2 separate regions of the Bos taurus genome follow, and region 2 is linked to region 1. Evidence: chromatin contacts called from public Hi-C data. All regions are on one chromosome and are shown on one strand. The core of a region is the stretch at or near the end of the contact, and the rest is flanking DNA. Distances in the headings are between cores, read along the strand shown.

Region 1 (2,723 bases), core at 86-2,585:
GATGTCCAACTCAATTTTGACCGAGATCCCTATAGAAGAACCTTGCAATGTAGCCCTTGAAGACTGACAACGCGCAGCACATTGACGAACTCGGCCCCTCCCTTACAAATGCATCAGAAAGTGGGGAAAACAATTCTCTAAAATCCTGCGGAGGTGGGAGCTCGGGGCTCCCGGGCTGCGCGGGCTAACGAGCATCTCCCGGGCTCTCAGGTGTGCGGCGGTGATTGCGCAGGCAGCCCGCACCTGCTCTCAACTAGCCCTCGCCTCCCTCGGCCTGCATAAAGCCTCCTCCGGACGCTGCGAGTGTTGACCGCTCCAACACAAACTGAGAGGCCCTTTTAATCTGGTTAAAGAGAAGCTCAACAGAAAGTGAAACATTTCCCGTCCCTTGAGGAGAGAACTCCAGGCCAGGTAGAGAAAGAAAGTGGGTCGCAGGCACCTGTAGCCGCTCCTTCTAGACGACTGCGCAGGAGAACCCTGTGACTGTCATCCCTTGGAGGAATCGGGGAGGCAAAAGTCGGTTAAGCATCCCCAGAAAAGGGAGAAAAAAGTTACTGTCCAAGAAAGTATACTCCGAATCAACAGGGACGTGGGCTGACATCAGCTCGCGTTTTCTCCCGCTACCCACCCCACACCTCCTCCCTCACGATGAATCCAGAGAGCACCCCCCAGAACCCCGCAAAGCCCTCCCCAGCCGAAGTCGAGACCCGAGCAAGGTGTCCCGGCGCTGCCGGAGCGCGGCTGCGGCGCTGGGGGCGGCTCTCCTCCAGCCTCGCGGAGGGCCGTGCCGGGACGCCCGCGGGCGCTCGGTGGTCGGAAGGGAGAGGGAGGAGGGTACTCGCCTGGAAGCCGGTGGCGGCCGAAGCTGGCGCGGTCGGGGTCAGAGTGAAGGCGGATCTGGCCGGCGCTTGGGCGCCTTCGACACTACGCCGGCGGCTGGGCCGATGTCCCCTGCGCTCCCCGCGCTTCGCCGGCGGCGCCTGGCGGAGCCGGAGTACTGGAGGCGGCCCGGGGAATGGGCGGGTGCGAGTGGCCTCGGCCGCCGCTCCCGTGTATTATTGTGACTCAAGCTATTTCCTGTTTGGAGGTTTGGGAGAAAGGAAAAAAAAAAAAAAAAATCCAGGGTGGGGGCAGGGGGGTTGGGCGACCGGAGAGAGCGGCGGCCCGGAGGGGACTCGGGTGGCCAGAGGCTATCGCCTGTCTCCTTCGAGCCCCCAAGGGTGCCAAGCGTGCGAGCCGGGGCAGAGAAACGCAGTTTCTTGCAGCTTTACTTTGGGGTATCTGGAAGGACCGAGCCGGGGGCGAGGTTCACACACGCCACCCAGCGGTGGGGTAGGGGCTACGGCCGCAGGGACTGCCTGCCTGGTCACTCCAGCCCGCGCGCTCACTGGTCTGGCTTTTTTCTTCTCTGCAAAACTACCGCTGAGCTTTCTTCCCGCCCAAGGGCGAGTGGAATTCGCTGTGCTGCTTTCTTTATTCTTGACCTGATTCGGCTTTTTGATCCTCTCCCTGGGTGTGGGCAAGGAACTGGTCAGCGTTTCTACTTTTTCAAAAACCACCGGACGATGGTTGGGGGCCATTGTGGGTGTTCAATTGGCGACTTTTGCTGGAGGCGGCGGGTTGGGGGGTGGGGGTGGATCTTTGTTTTTGTTGGGAGGGGGATGGGAAAACAGGTTAATTATTTTGATGGAAAGTTAACTTTTATGATCAGCTTCCGTTCCCCTCCTCCACCAACCTCACTCTTAGCCGGGATCACTGGGTCTGAGGCCCCAGTCCGGAAATACCGGTTCCTCCCGCTGGGACAATAGGTGAGGGCGTGAGCGTTAACCGAGATCTAGCTTGGTCTCCGCTGGAATCCCTGCTCAGATGGGAAGGCAGAATCCTCCTAGTGCCCAAGCCTGCAACTGGCGAGCAGGTGCGTCTTCATTTAGTCTTGTTAAAGGTCCTGGGATGGTTTTGGGGACTTGTTTAATGGGTGAAGAGTTTCAATTTGGAACTCTGAAAAATGCTGGTTGCACAACTTAATGGTTTAAACGGTCATTTTTTATGTGTATTTTACCACACACACAAAAAATATTCATGGGAAGATCATACCTTCATTCAGTTAAGACAGATTTGCTTACGATTGGCAAGCTCCCCTTCCCTCCTCCCTTACACAAACCTTTGCCAGAAGTAATGGAATAAGTAAAACTCAAGTTCATTTCGTTTAGACTGTGTATGTGTGTGCGCGCGCGTGCTCAGTCCTGTCTGACTTTAAGACCTCGTTTTCTCTAGCTGGCCAGGCTCCTCTGTCCATAAGGATTCTCCAGACAAGAATAAAGGAGTGGGTTGCCATGCCCTCCTCCAGAGGATCTTCCCAATCCCGGGATGGAACCCAGGTCTCCCGCTTTGCTGGCGGATTCTTTACCCTTTAGACTTTGGGGAGTACCTATCAACAAGTTATTTCAAGTGACTAGATTGCATCTACAGGACAGGACAGTTTTTAAAAGATGAACAGTAGTTTGTCAGGAACACAGTGCTGGCAAGATGAGTAAAGGTGAATATGGTGTCTTGCTGTTAATCTAAGAAAGCAGGAACACATACATTTGTGTATTTTCTAAGTGGAAAGATAAATTATTAAATTTGGGAGAGATGGAGCAAGTTGGAAAGTACAAGGATAGAAGGTAAACTTCTCTGACTATATCTTGTTTTGTAGATTTGACTGGGATGCCGTAAATTTTTAT
Region 2 (2,723 bases), core at 154-2,653, 56 kb before region 1:
CATTTCCTTCTGCAATGCACGCATGCATGCTAAGTCGCTTCAGTCATGTCCAACTCTGTGCGACCACCAGGCTCCTCTATCCACAAGATTCTCTAGTCAAGAATACTGGAGTGGGTTGCCATTTCCTTCTCGGCCTCTGATTAAAATCTGAAAAAACACTGATGTTCAAAGTGAACTCATTACCTCTTGATTTCAACATATTGCCACTTGCCTGTTTTTAGACTCTTCACAGTAACAGAAGGAAAAGCACAAATGCTTCCAGTTGCATTTCTGGAAAATTTCAATGCATGTCTGAGATGCCACAAATCTCTCTCCCCTCTTAAAACTCACCCAGACACTAAACAGACCCGACCAAGGCAGGCGAAGTGCTCTCCCTGAAGTTAGGCAGAAAAAATCCCATGTGCCTGAGGCATCTATGAAATGTGGCTGCCGGAGAGTGACTTCATGTCAGTCAGTAACAGTGAAAGAGGTCTTGCAACAGTCACCAGGAGGCCGTCTCCAGTACACTGGTGAAGAACAAATCAGAAAGGGCTCCTAGTGACAGGCCTGCCTTACCTTCTGTGCCCATGCTACAGGCATCGTGGCTCCTGGGAGAGGATTCCATAGGGAAGGGAGTGGGTACTGGAGGCTCTCAGGATTCAGCTTTCATTGGGAAGGGTGGAGGGGAAAAGGAAGAGGAAGGAAAAAGAACTCTCAAGAAGTTCTGTGAGATGGTTGCAGCTGCTGACTTGGGGCTGCAGAGTGAGGAAGAGAATTCAGTACCTACTGAGCTGGTACATTATTTAAGCTGCAACTGAATAATAGATCTTTCCATCACTTCATGAGCTAAACAAGACAGCCACTCTTAAAACACTGCTTTGCAGACAGACTGCACTGAATCTCATCTTCAAAGAGAAAACAAAGAGAAAGAAAACACACACAATTTGTCTAAGGAGTATGAAAGCACTTCAAGGTGACAAGAACCAACAGAAATTTAGAATGTTCTCTAGCTTTACACTGGACACTGAGAATCTTAAGCACAGTATGAGACTTCAGAGATGATCAAGTATAGTTATCCCCAGAAAGTAACTGACAATTATTAATAGAATTACATGCCTTAGCTAAAGTCACCAAGCTAATTCTTAGTACAGCTTATACACCATCGAAGAAAGGATCTGTATATTAATAAAAATTCTACATTATTTTTTTCTTATGGGCAAACTATCATCCAGTCACTCTATCAATGTCAGGAATCTAGGAATCCACTTTTCTAAGTTCTCAATGAGTCTTTCATTCTTACTATTTTATTCAATAAGGCTTCCCCAAATCAAGTCAGTAAAATGTGGTCAGTACTTCAGTGAATGTGCGTGGTGACCCGTCAGTGTCTGGGATGACGCAGACCAGGGAGGGGCTCATGGCTGACAGGAAATGACTGGCATAAGGCAGATGTGATAAGGGCTCAAATAAACACTGGTGTGTGTACACTAACCAATCACAGGCCAGGAGGTAACTGATTCAGCCTGAGGGAAGAAGGACAAGGGAGCAACTAAAAATGAGCTCACCAGGAAGTTTCTTCTGAACTATCCTTTTCGAAAGCAGAAATGGCTAGTTTGGCTAATACTTATTTCTTCAAAGAACTTCATTCTGCTTTGCTAGATATATTTGGAGACAGCCGTCCGAGGATGGAGAATGGGCTGGTAGCCCCTGATGGGTACATCATCCCTCCTCCCCATTGCTGAGCCCAGCACACGCAACCTCTCAGATGCCCGCTGCAAAAGAAGGCAGAGAAGAAACCCCACAACCTAGGATGTCTCTCAGTGAATGGAAACAAACAACCACACACGGAACATTATTTTATCAGAACAACAAAGGTTCACGAAGCTACAAGTCCTAGAAGAGAAGTTCACTAAATCCTATTGATGACTAGAATGCATTATTTCCCCAGTTCACCTTCAGCTAAGTGACAAAACCTAGAGTATCTGCGGTATTCTCTCATCTCTAACAAAGCTTTTTCTAACATATACAATGGCAAAGATACAACTGGATTCTGGGACTCTCCTGGTGGTCCACTGGTTAGGACACTGCACTTTAACTGCAAGGGACCCAGGTTCGATCCCTGGTAGGGGAACTAAGACCCTGTATGCCCCGTGGCCAACAAAACAAAACCTACAACTGGATTCTAATCGTTACCTATTAATTACAGCCTAATAACTGTTAGTGAAAGTCGCTCAGTCCTGTCCAACGCTTTAATGACCAGCAAGACTATCCCAATAATTTTCTTCCACAGTGTGTTACATATGTTCCTTCTAAATGCCGCTTGACTTCTAACTATATTGTCACTAACTATAAAAACATAACTATATATTTAGTCCTGTGTTTATATAGGGTGTCAGATGAAGCATTCTACAATTAAAGTTTCCAAAGACGACATCATTTTTCTCTTGTGAACATAATGCATATATTTCATACGGCTGAGTAAAGTCTATGACACAAATAATAATTACTGCATTGATTAACTCTGAAATCCGTGTTTACATGTGCATATGGGTAAAATTCAGTAAACAACTGTACTCAAGGATGTGACATGAGATTTTTGCCATGATTAATAGTATAATTTGACATCCTGGGGTCAGAAGAGCTTCCTGTAATACCCAACAAATATTTTATTTTCAAAAGATCTATCAATAGTCTTTTACCACTACTATCAATACCCCCAAACTCTCCCCCATCCTCCCCACACACAC

What was found. A called contact is a pair of places that touch in the nucleus more often than the background predicts.
Region 2: a contact with region 1 is called in a Hi-C map of liver, with 1.9 times the contacts expected there. A contact is called at or near these places in 2 of 11 Hi-C or Micro-C datasets (liver and skeletal muscle).

What each region holds. Positions count from the first base shown.
Region 1 is chr8:45,283,838-45,286,560 of ARS-UCD2.0, reverse strand. No RefSeq gene overlaps it. Among named protein-coding and RNA genes, the nearest start is that of TJP2, 29 kb to the left of the region's middle.
Region 2 is chr8:45,340,226-45,342,948 of ARS-UCD2.0, reverse strand. The region is part of intron 1 of TJP2 (tight junction protein 2); the gene reads right to left. Among named protein-coding and RNA genes, the nearest start is that of TJP2, 27 kb to the right of the region's middle.